3 separate regions of the Hordeum vulgare genome follow, and regions 1 and 3 are each linked to region 2. Evidence: chromatin contacts called from public Hi-C data. All regions are on one chromosome and are shown on one strand. The core of a region is the stretch at or near the end of the contact, and the rest is flanking DNA. Distances in the headings are between cores, read along the strand shown. Region 1 holds the start of LOC123445098 (2-C-methyl-D-erythritol 4-phosphate cytidylyltransferase, chloroplastic). Region 2 holds the start of LOC123445101 (protein root UVB sensitive 6-like). Region 3 holds the start of LOC123445103 (protein TRIGALACTOSYLDIACYLGLYCEROL 5, chloroplastic-like).

Region 1 (4,162 bases), core at 111-2,610, 130 kb after region 2:
TTGTATGCAGGCGACCAAACGATGTGCATATGATGATTTTTGGTCTGTATATGCTCAACCAGACCCAACGGAGACAAGTATGCAATGCAGACAACTAAACACATCATAGGTCTTTCGTGGAGATGCATCTTTGGTGGAGGTGGTGGGGGGGGAGGGGGTTAGTCTTTCGAATAAGATCACCTAGAGCCCGCCCATCTCGACGATATCATCAACGACGACGTTAATGGCCCGATGGCGTCTTTTTGTTGGTCGGTGAAGTACAGTTTGTAGGTGTTATTGACACGGTGGTGGTCGAGGCTTATCTTTGCACTTCAGGTGTCTGCCATCAACTTTGTCACATTGGTTCGCTCTTCGATGCGGCCATGAGGTCTATGAGAAAGAATGAAGGTTTGAGGGATGGTCTCTCCTTGAAGAATGAAAACTCGGATAAACAACAATAAAAAGAGAGGAGATGTGGGTGGGAAGGAAGATTTTAAAGGGATTATATTTTCAAGACAACATGATATACTTGGTCGCACAAATGAGATCGATTTTCACGCTAGATTTCAACGTCGTTGAAAAGCTCCCCCTTGTAGAATGCAACAAAAAAACAACTTCTCGACATGTGTTAGCTCACCGACGCTTAAATAGTCCGACTCTGACTTGCAATTATACGTGTGTCGTTTGCTGTCGTAAACAACCCAAGCTATAAATTAGATACAAACGATCGAGTTAAATGCATCACTTAACTTACTAACCGCATGGATAACCTTTTCTCAATTCGCAATTACCCTTTTAGCAACACAAGTGCCTATCCGGCACCATCCTGAAGGCCTTCAAGGCCATCCAACTAGGAAAACAAAGATCCGTTGGTGGACCAGAAGGCTGAAGTGTATATTGATAGATTTCAGCTCGAGCATAAACTTATGTCTCTCTACCCCAATCCAAACTGCTAGAATCCAAAGCCTCACCCGCATGAAGGTCTACGAGCTCTCTCCCGAGTCCCAAGGCCGAACAGGTAAAATCCAAGGCCCGATATTAAACTCTAAAGTGAGGCCTATCTTCTAGGAAAATATTATTACAATCAATCAGCGATGATGTAGCATTTTTGAGGAGGCACATAATAGTGAAGATTTGAGTGATGGTCCTTTCGTGAGGAGTGAAAAATCATCGGATAAACAGCAAAATAAAAAAGAGCAGCCATTGGATAATTGGAAAAGGGAGCCTATGACTCGTTGACGCAAAATGATAGACATCACCTCATCAATCAAAAGAACAAAATGATAGACAACACTCGCACGTGACGGAGAAAAACAGAGCTTGTGGACGGCGGGGATTGACCGGGTTGTATCCGCACCACACTTGACTCGCGTTCCGGGCGGGGATGCCTCCTCCCACTCTTTTTGTCGCCCCTCCGCTCCGGCCGCCCATCGCCAGCAGCACCACCCCCTCTCCCTCCCATTGGGCCACCTACCAGCGCCTCCGGCATGGAGCTCCGCCTCTGCCTCCACCTCCACTCCCACGCGCGCCCCCCTTCCGCCCCGACGCCGCCGCCATGCCCCGCGGCCGTGCTGCTTCCCGCGTCCCGCCGCCTTCGGATTGGTAAGGACTGCTCGTGTTGCTCCAGGCCAATTGCCTCTAATCCGCTCGTTTTGGCTTGGCGCCCCTGGGGCTGCGAACTTGCTAGAGCTCCAGTCCGATTGTCTGTAGCTGCTTATCTACTGCTCATGTACTGAGTCCTTCCTATTTTCTGGGGTCAACGGTGGCCAGGTAGGAGCTGCGGGGTTGCTCCGCGGCGGAGTACGAGGCGTTCGCATTCAGCCATCTGCGCTGCTGAACCGGACGGCGCGCAGGTACGGCGGATTTCGGATGACACCCCTATGTGATGGAGTGAGCTCTTCTGGCTGACTGAGGTTGTGTTTTGCCAGGGCGGGGAGGCTGTCAAGGAGAGGAGCGTCTCGGTGATCCTCCTGTCCGGAGGGCAGGGAAAGAGAATGGGGGTAAACATTCCCCTTTTTCTATCTCATACTCCAAACTTAGTGTATGACCTTGGGTGCGTTCTGTGTATTGCTCTGGGTTATTCTTCACTGGTCTGATAATTCCGCTCGCAAATGCCATAGCCGTTCTTCTTTTATTGATATTGATATATGCATTCTGATGGTGTATCTGTACGGCTTCTCATCATATAAGTGAAGATAAATGTAGTATACAAGAGATTGCTATCTTTCTTGAACATTAGGAGTAGTGCCAAACAAAATGAACAGGCATCAGTGCAATGCTTGATGGTATCAATTTTAGATTTGCTGTGAAGAATTGTGTTGCTTCGAAATAATTTTAATACTGTGCAGTAAACTAGCAAATCCTTTCAGTGGACGATGAATGTACCTAAGTTTCTCTCCCCCTTTTGTGACAGGCCAATATGCCTAAGCAGTATCTACCATTACTGGGAGTACCAATTGCACTGCACAGGTTCATCTCCTTGGCTTAGAACTTGTTAATTCTCTGATTTGGCAATTTCATGCAGACGTGAAATGCTTACATTTCTGTCCTGCAGTTTAAAGACATTCTGTGCAATGAAGGAAGTGAAAGAAGTCGTGGTGGTGTGTGATCCATCCTACAAAAATGTATTTGAAGGTTCGTCTGGACTCATCCTATACTCATTGTCTTTACTCTGCTTTTATCTATCTAGTATCTACGCCTTGTTAGAATTAAGTCCTGTGACCAAATTTAAAGAGTGATACAGTACGGTCTCAGAGTAAGATGTTCATCAGTCAACTGTTTCCGCAGGTTCTGCTGAAAATTTGCAAATACCTATTAAATTTACAACCCCGGGAAAAGAGAGACAAGACTCTGTTTTTAATGGACTTCAGGTTAGTGTTAGCCTACCTATACTTTCTGTTAGGTTGCTCGCTTTTGTACCGCAAATACGGTAGATATCTGCAAAAATTGTTAATTTTGTGAACAAAAAATTTTGTCCGCAGGAAATTAATGGAGATTCAGAACTTGTTTGTGTCCATGATTCTGCAAGACCCTTGGTATCCTCTGAAGATGTGAAAAAGGTTACCTTGAATTATCCATCATAGCGTGTCTTGCAAGATGTTATTGAATCTTTTTCTTCTGCTCCTACGAAGGGAACTTCTTGTAGTCTTTTACTGACAGAAAACTCTCTCTTAGAAGTTGCAACTGATAATTTTGGAATTATACTATATGCATGATAAATTATCTGGCTTTGAACTTCATCCTGGTGCTTTGGTATTTTATAGTAACTTTGTAAAGAGATAAAAGTAATATTTGTAAAATCTTGCAGGTCGCTCAAGGAATAATATTTATATTGATTTTTCTGACTAGGTCTTAGAAGATGCTGCGGTGCATGGAGCAGCTGTTCTCGGTGTGCCCGTCAAAGCTACTATAAAGGAGGTGACTGTTTATACATCCAGATATTCATCAACAAGATGATCTTGCAAAGATCCTTTCAAGTTATCTAATAATAGCAGACTGTATGAATGATCTTCCAACGGAATTCCTGCTTTGGCAACTATAATTTCCCTCTCCCCTGCTCTCTTCAGGCCAACAGCGATTCTTTCGTCGTAAAAACCCTTGATAGGAAAACTCTTTGGGAAATGCAAACTCCGCAGGTAATCATAGTATTCTATTCCCTGTATTTGCATTTTCATTTGCTTTATTTGTGGGAAAACAGTTGGCTAGAAAAATCATTCTGATTGTAGGTAATGAAGCCTAATCTGCTCAGAGATGGTTTCGAGCTTGTTAAGAGGTTAGCTGGATCACAGCAAATATAATCTGCTGATGTGGCTAATTCCCGCTCCTCCTTGCTGACTAAACTCTGAACTCGCAGGGATGGCCTTGAGGTCACTGATGATGTTTCCATTGTAGAATACTTGAAACATCCTGTTTACATCACCGAGGGCTCTTATACAAACATCAAGGTATCATGTTAACTATTTGAACTAGTCTATTCTGAACTGTTAAGTTTGAATAAACTGATCCTTAAAATGTGAACTTATTGCAGGTGACTACTCCTGATGACATGCTCCTAGCTGAGCGTTTGATGAATGATAAATAGGGCCGATATGAACAATATTTACTTGATTTGAGAGGCACCTGTATGAATTTATCAGCACGAAATTCCATTGCCTTTCCACAATTTTGGCCTCTTGGAAACTAG
Region 2 (4,019 bases), core at 359-2,858:
GTATGCACGAGTGATCTCTCCCTCGCAAGTTTTCAATAACCGACAACGTATGGATCCTATAAACGACCATACCCCGAAACAATCATTACGTGTAAGATAGTGGCGATTCAGCTCTCTTCGTCCATAACGGCTCGCATTTTTGTTGCCATGCTAGACTAGTGTGCTAGCCTGCATCAATCATTCCTCCCTCGAGAACTTCCAATGTTCACCGAGGTATGTCTCATAGGAACAACACTACCACATAAACAATCGTCGTGTGTAAGTTAGTGGCGTTTCAACTCCTTGTATCATTAGCAGCCCGTGTCTTTAGTGTGCACTATACCGACATGTTGGCGTGCCCCGATCATCTCTCCCGTCTAACCTTCACTATATAAACCATGTTGGCCTTCGCGAACCATCTCGTCCCCGTAAGCTTGCAATAACCATCGACTTGTGGATCTCGGATACAACCTACCCTACAAACAATCATTGTGTGCAAGATAGCACTATGACGGTTGCATCCGCTTACGTCCATCGCAGTCCACGTCTCCGGTGACATAGTGAGCGAACCACATTGGCATTCAGCAGCCATCTCTTCACCGTAAACTTCAAATAACCATCGACACATGGTTGGGTACCAGAGACAATCATCATCCCACACATTGCATGCAAAACAGTTGGTTTACAAACCGTTCTGTCTGTAGCAGTGCACGTCTCCGGTGCCACGCTGGACCACCGCGTTCCGACGGGTGGGACCCAACTACGCCACCGTGAAGGGCAACAAGTAATTTAGGTAGGTGCACGGTGTGACTATAAACAACCATACCCCGAAACAATCATTACGTGTAAGATAGTGGCGGTTCAGCTCTCTTCGTTCATAACGGCTCGCATTTTTGTTGCCATGCTAGACTACTGTGCTAGCCTGCATCGATCATTCCTCCCTCAAGAACTTCCAATATTCACCGAGGTATGTCTCATAGGAGCAACACTACCACAAAACAATCCTTGTGTGTAAGTTAGTGGCGTTTCAACTCCTTGTATCATCAGCGGTTCGTGTCTTTGGTGTGCACTAGACCGACATGTTGGCGTGCACCGATCATCTCTCCCGTGTAAACTTCACTACATAAACCATGTTGGCCTTCGCGAACCATCTCGTCCCCGTAAGCTTCCAATAACCATCGACTTGTGGATCTCGAAAACAACCTACCCCCACAAACAATCAACGTGTGCAAGATAACATTATCACGGTTTCATCCGCTTACGTCCATCGCAGTCCATGTCTCCGATGACACACTGAACGAACCACATTAGCATTCACCAGCCATCTCTTCAGTGTAAACTTCCAATAACCATCGACACATGGCTGGTTGTCGGAGATAATCACCATCCCACACATTGCGTGGAAAACAGTTAGTTTACAAACCGTTCTGTCCGTAGCGGTTCGCGTCTCCGACGCCATGCCGAACCACCGTTCTCCGACGGGCGGGACCCAGCCGCGCCCGCCGCCGTGAAGGGCAACAAGTAATGTAGGTGGGTGCACGGCGCTGGTGCCCGTAGCGGAGCAAAGAGAGGCCTCTGGTGGTCTATAAAACCTTTTGTCTCTCCCCTGCCTGGTCTCTCACCACGCACGCCTCCATCTTGGCATTTCCGCGGCTCCGCCAATATAACCCTCGTCCCCTTCATTTTCTCTCTCCAACCACTCCGCCCCGCCCCGCCTCCCTGTCGTGTCCTGTGCGCCCGTCGCGACAACCATCTGACTAAGCAGCAGCCCATGGCGCCGGCGGTGGGGATCAAGCGGACCGCCGCGGCGCAGACGGTCACGGTGCAGGCGCCGCCGCCGCCCGACGCGCGGCTGGTGCGCGAGGCCGTGCGGACCTCCACGATCGCCGGGGCCGTCGCCCCCGCGGCCCTGGAGGCGCCCGCGCCCGCGCTCGAGGGCTTCCTGTGCCTCGAGGAGGTGGAGGGGAGGCGGTGGAAGTACGTGGTGGATGCGGCCCCCGGGAAGGCGAAGGCGAAGGGCAGGGGCCGGGGCGGGTCCGCCGTCCCCCTGGGGGCCTCCGTCCGGGCCGTGCCGCTCCAGTCGCCGCTTCCGCCCGCCGAGGTGAGCCGTCTGGCGGAATTGCGGCGTCCCGTCGCGTTTGCTGCTGCTTTGGTTTTGTTTTGGTGGTCTGGTTGGTGGATACGCGCTAGGTTTCCGGTTTGATTTGGGGGGAATTGGTTGTGGATTTTGGGCGATTTGGTGTACCCGAGGCGTAGCCATCTGCGAATTGTAGATTATTTGTGCAGCTGCACAATGTGGTTATGTTTTTTTCCCTCAGGATGCACGCTCTAATTCTTCCCAGCAGCGTACTGACTTGATGCTTTCGAGGCAATTTTGTTTTATTTAGGTGAAACCGGGAGATTTGATTTTTGTCGTGCTTCCAGGACTATGACTCTGTTTCTGGACAGTTATTTTAGTCCATGGTAGTGTTGTTTTCGCCGTCAATTTTTAGTTGGGACTGAGGTAGTTTGTACGAAATTTAATATTGTAGTGGAATACTACTTGCCAGATTAAGTTGATTGCTGACTGAGAGTTCTTTTTAGAATTAATACCTGTAGAAGTTGTCTTCTTCAGTTTATTCTCAGTTGTGTTTAGAGAAAATTATATATATTTGAATTCATTTTGGAGTTAAGTTTTCTAGCAGTTGTTTTCTACTGTTGAATAGAGGATTCTATATTGTTATGGGAAGATTAAAGTGCTGTGTGCAGAGTTGAAATCACTCAGACATTTATGTCGTCTATCTATAATAAACTACATTGACCATACATGTTTAACAAATACGAGTAGGTAACACCATTACACACTATGGCTGCAGGAAATAATGGCATTTGTAAGATCGTATGTTGTGCCTGAAGGGTTTCCAGACAGTGTTACTCCTTCATATGTCCCGTACATGACCTGGAGAGCTCTCAAGGTACAATTTTTTATAACTCGTGTTCAGTATTGTCTTGATTTAAATGTATCATGCTAAGATTTGCTCACTGTTCAGCATTTCTTTGGTGGAGCAATGGGGGTGTTCACAACAAGAACCTTGCTGAGCTCCGTTGGAGTCTCTCAAAGCAAGGTAACCCCAGGTGCCATTGCTATCAACTGGATCCTCAAGGTAAACATATCATGTATATCCAAGAACCTATTATATTTGTTCTGGTCACTATTCCTGTCCGTTCAATTTTTTTGATTCACAGATGACAAATCAGTAATTTATTAGAAGAGCTTTTTTGTCGTAGAGCAAACCTAGAGATAAATTTGATGAACCTGAAGTCTTATCCTTCTAGAGTTATTGGCCATCTGATAGCAATATATTCTGTTTGACTGCTCTTCTTCTTGTCCTTAGTAATCAAATATGTATGCTTTCTTCTAATTATATAGCTGTGACTGTGCTCCTGCTTCAGGATGGTGCTGGACGTGTTGGAAAAATGCTTTTTGCACGACAAGGAAAGAAGTTTGACAATGACCTAAAGCAGGTAAAACACGTGAAAGCATGTTTACATCTGTGTAGTAGTATTTAGTTGTCTACATTATTTCCAATTTCTTGGTCCATGTGCATGGCTAACTGAAACTTTTTTTTTTTTGCAGCTCCGCTTTTCTAGTGATCTCTTGCTGGAGATAGGCGCTGGGATAGAGTTAGCTACTGCGGCATTCCCTCAATTTTTCCTGCCTATGGCTTGCGTTGCAAATGTTGTAAAGGTCTGTCCTCACCAGTTGCTCTAAGTTGCAATACTTGGATTTCAAGTATACATAGATTCAACACTCTGTTTCAAAAGTATTGATGAAGAACTTCCGTTTTTTCGTGAAACATTTTAGAATGTCGCTGCTGTTACATCGACCTCAACTCGCACTCCAATCTACAAGGCCTATGCAAGAGGAGAAAATATTGGAGACGTGACTGCTAAAGGCGAATCCGTGGGGAACATTGCAGATCTGGTAATTATTAATGTGTTTCCTTGCACTTTTTGCCTAAGTGGCACATTTATCAGGCATGCAGCTGAACCTGGCTGAT
Region 3 (3,966 bases), core at 204-2,703, 250 kb before region 2:
TACTAACATCAGAGCAATATGAATTAGCAGTACTTGTTTAATTGTTTTAATTTTTCAGATTTTAAAAGTTGATATAGCTATCTCCATTTCAGATTGTATACTGAGCTGTGCATGATAACCACATTTACCTTCCTGTCTCCCCTTATCTGGTTGGTCTTCTCTTAGATACTACTCCCTCCATTCCTAAATACTCCCTCCGTTCCTAAATATAAGACCTTTTAAAGATTGTACTATAAACTACATACGGATGTACATAGACATATTTTAGAGTATAGATTCACTCATTTTGCTTCGTATGTAGTCACCTAGTGAAATCTCTTAAAAGACTTATACTCACTCCGTTCCAAAATATAAGACCTTTTAGGTATTTCACTAGGAGACTACATACGGAGCAAAATGAGTGAATCTACACTCTAGAATATGTCTATACATCCGTATGTAATCTTTTAGAGAATTTGTAGAAAGACTTATATTTAGGAACGGAGGGATTAGTACATTCTAAACTACAGCTACTCATTTACGCCCCATGGCTCTCTGAGAAAACAGCGACGCCATATACTATACCAAATATTATTATAATTCTCGAATCTTAGCCGCAAATTCCTCTTCAGATAAGCTTCAGAATGACATTTCAAGTCGACAAATATTTACACAGAGCCTTTTCATTCAGGTTTGACCATGGAAGACACAGATGCTGTGCAACTAGTCATCCACACATTCAGAAGCCAAAAAAATGCTAATCCTCCCTACTCAAACTGCGGACGGGAGGGGGTTAGATTGCTGGACAGCCCGTGCCCGTATAGCATTACATAGTTGCGCACTTGCACTGTTATTTACGATGGTTTTGGAATTCCAGAACCCGGATACTTCATACAGACCTAAATGATCGCACCTGAGGTACCTGAACCCTGAAGCCTTCCCACTCCAACAGTTGCTGGCAACATGCAACTGATTACAAGTGCAGGATATGTTTGCAGGGTTCTCACAGAAATAATAGCCTCGAATCGAATTAATCGAACTGGCTAGCCTGATCCTGATCCTGACGGCGACGGGTCCCGAATCCCCACACACTATTCGCCACTGACTGACGGCACTGAAAATCCAAACTAAACACCGGCAGCGGGCAACCTAGTCGGTGGCAGGCGAACATGTACCGTGCCCATCGCCGATTCAATCCAGGTCGACGGAGAGGAGGCGGGGGTAAATCTGGGGAGGCACGTACCGCCGATGAGGCCGACCCCGACGCCGACGCCGCAGCCGGCGCCGATGCCGAAGGAGGGCCCCAGCTTGCCGAGCGCGTCCGACCTCACCATCGGAAGGCCCCACCTGGAAGAGCCCCTCCTGCCGCCGCCGTACGCCATCTCTCTCTCTCGCTCGCTCGCCCGCCCCGTGCGCGCTCCGAAGGTTCGCGGGAGTTCGATATCTTTTCTCTCTCAGCGACTGGGGTGAGGAGAGGACGAGGGAGGGGGGGAGGGGGGGAACGGTGACGAGAGTGACGGCTGAACGGGTCCGTCTGGCCGCGCCCCGCCGCACGATCAGCCTCGTGATCCGTGCACGCGCTGGGTTTACGCAACCGCACCAAGGTTTTCGCTTGTCGTTAGGACTACAGAGGCCGCTTCAGTGAAACACCCACCTTTCTTTCTCTTCGAAACTGCCCAGCTGACTTCAGACCCTGTGTGTGTGTGGTCTGAACCATTTTTCAGCACCATTGACCTGAAGATTCATGATTCCATAAACGTTCATATGATGGTGATCATGGAAAGTACTCCGCTTCATTTCACAATTCTAATTCTTGTCGTGGTTTTAGTTCAAATTTGAAGCGATGATATCGTAGCGTCCCATAACGAACGACTTGAACAAAAGGTAGAAATTGCAGGATGTTTTCAGCTTGAAAGCTGAAACCTGTACAGGTGCTTATTACGGAGTATAACTGTGAGGAGGGTGTCATGGTGTTTACACCTTTGCTGACAACAGCTAACTATAAGCTAGCTGCCCGGTTGGGAGCACCAGAAAGAAACAATGAGAAACATTTTGCTTATAGCAGGATGGTTGCTCGATCAAAAGGCAACTCCTGTTTACATCAACAATTACAACAAATGACGCGACGGCCGGATCTCTGCTCGTCGGACCTCACCGCAAACTTGAAATAGATCACAGGAAAATTGGTTAAATTGACTGGGTGTGAGTGGTGGACATTTTACAGAATATACGGTGTCTGTAAGGTTAATCACAAGCTAACGATTCTTGACAGCATGTACGCGTCTTCAAGCTCCCCGGCCAAAGCCTCGTTGGTTTCCTGCAAGTTAGAGGAAACAAGTTAGAGCAGAGATTAGAGGAGGCTGCGCAAGTTAACAGCTATTTTCTCCATTTCAATTTTAAAGGAAAGCCTATTGTGCTTTATGTGTATATTTGGTCTAATGACCCCCAGTGCAACCTTTTGTGTTTCAGAAATCAAGAGTACCATACCGGTGAGTTTGGTAAGTTATTTCTTATTATGTACTGTGCCAGTGCGCCGTCCCCCCGAAGAATTTTAGCCCCGCACCCGGGCCTGTCAACGGAACCAATGGCCTCCTCATCCACCACAACAGCATCTACTCGCTCGTTTCCGGCTTTCTCATCAGGGATCTGTTTACAAAGAATGTTAGAACGTATGCCTCGATTTTGCAGCGTTCATTACAGAAAACTGCAAGCAACTACCTCATACATGGCCTCCAGTAGAATGGTCTCTAAGATGACTCTTAGACCACGTGCACCAGTGTTTTTGACTATGGCCTTCTTTGCTACTATTCTCAGTGCACCATCAGTGAAGTGTAGCTTAACCTGGAGAATCGGGGAAAAAGGAATGCTAGAAATTGGCGCACAGAAGCAAGTCTATAATCACTTGAAGTTGTAGTAGACTCACATTGTTCAGGCTAAACATTTTCCTGTATTGTCTCGAAAGTGAATTTTTTGGTTCTGTAAGAACCTGAATGCAGATCAAATAACTTCAGTTAGCTTCAGCAGGCTAGCCATATGAAAACCATGTAAGAACTTATACAGACGTCGGATCATTTAGTTTATGGGAAAGAGAAGAACAGAGCATGATTCTGAACGAAGGACATCGAAGGCTTAAACCAGCAACCTCGTGCGTATACTCAAATAAGAATACATTACATTTTATTTTCAAACTACCTGAACAAGCTGATCTTCGTTGAGAGCTGCCAAACTAACTAGAATGGGCAAGCGTCCAATGAACTCTGGTATTAGGCCGAACTTTGCAAGATCTCCACTCTCAACCTGTCAATGGGCACGGAATTTTATTTTCAGGTTTATGTGAATAATATTTCTGTGAGATAAAAGGCTGCTCCAATTACTGACGGAAACGATCAGAACATCAAAAGTGCTGTTGATAAATCAATCAGTAGATATTGAAATGCTTACAGATTCTAACAAAGATGATGTGACCGTTGGACTGGTCACTCCTGAACTTCTTATGTTTGTACGAATGGGTGCCCCAAATCCTATAGATGAATCTTGTCGTCTGTTTTATGTAAAAGTCGGAGTTAAATTCCAAATCCTCATGGGGATCACAAGTATGTAATGTCACCAGATATGCACTTAAAATGTTTGCAGAATAAGTCATTTCTATAATCATAAAGTCTGCAGTACCTTTCAGAAATAGTCTTCTCCAAATCAACAAAAGCACCACCACATATGAAAAGAATGTCTTTTGTGTCTATCTGCATTAGAATAAGATCTGTTACCAATGAAACATGGAGATGGGTTTACAATGCTCCTAATGCACAAAGTAGCTGAGAAGCAAAAATATCATGCTCTTGGGCATTTCCACCACAGCCCAGTGGATCACTGCTATTACCAACAACAGGCATCCTAACCGTAGCCAGCTCTACTCTAACCAAGAGTGTGGTGGCCTTTTCGTTGTGAAAACATCTTCTATCTGTATGTAGTAAAGTGGAGTATCCTTTG

Evidence for each region. Hi-C and Micro-C count contacts between places; a contact is called where the count stands out from the background.
Region 1: a Hi-C map of leaf shows a contact between it and region 2, with 4 times the contacts expected there. The contact joins the promoter of LOC123445098 here to the promoter of LOC123445101 in region 2. A contact is called at or near these places in 4 of 6 Hi-C or Micro-C datasets (leaf and seedling).
Region 3: a Hi-C map of seedling shows a contact between it and region 2, with 4 times the contacts expected there. The contact joins the promoter of LOC123445103 here to the promoter of LOC123445101 in region 2. A contact is called at or near these places in 2 of 6 Hi-C or Micro-C datasets (leaf and seedling) and 1 of 1 datasets of contacts at active chromatin or transcription factors (embryo).

The regions. Positions count from the first base shown.
Region 1 is chr3H:562,585,791-562,589,952 of MorexV3_pseudomolecules_assembly, reverse strand. It overlaps LOC123445098 (2-C-methyl-D-erythritol 4-phosphate cytidylyltransferase, chloroplastic), which reads left to right and starts at 1,360. Exons shown (of 12, transcript XM_045122030.1): 1 at 1,360-1,581; 2 at 1,750-1,832; 3 at 1,908-1,979; 4 at 2,393-2,448; 5 at 2,534-2,613; 6 at 2,767-2,849; 7 at 2,961-3,038; 8 at 3,328-3,396; 9 at 3,546-3,614; 10 at 3,705-3,751; 11 at 3,833-3,923; 12 at 4,007-4,162. The coding sequence starts at 1,467. The coding sequence ends at 4,060.
Region 2 is chr3H:562,716,350-562,720,368 of MorexV3_pseudomolecules_assembly, reverse strand. LOC123445101 (protein root UVB sensitive 6-like) reads left to right here and starts at 1,608. Exons shown (of 14, transcript XM_045122033.1): 1 at 1,608-2,080; 2 at 2,835-2,933; 3 at 3,009-3,122; 4 at 3,412-3,483; 5 at 3,596-3,706; 6 at 3,824-3,943. The coding sequence starts at 1,751.
Region 3 is chr3H:562,968,156-562,972,121 of MorexV3_pseudomolecules_assembly, reverse strand. It overlaps LOC123445103 (protein TRIGALACTOSYLDIACYLGLYCEROL 5, chloroplastic-like), which reads right to left and starts at 1,453. Exons shown (of 4, transcript XM_045122035.1): 1 at 1,223-1,453. The coding sequence starts at 1,361. It overlaps LOC123445102 (CLP protease regulatory subunit CLPX1, mitochondrial-like), which reads right to left. Exons shown (of 15, transcript XM_045122034.1): 9 at 3,649-3,719; 10 at 3,421-3,520; 11 at 3,172-3,276; 12 at 2,903-2,965; 13 at 2,698-2,820; 14 at 2,467-2,625; 15 at 2,014-2,296. The coding sequence ends at 2,228.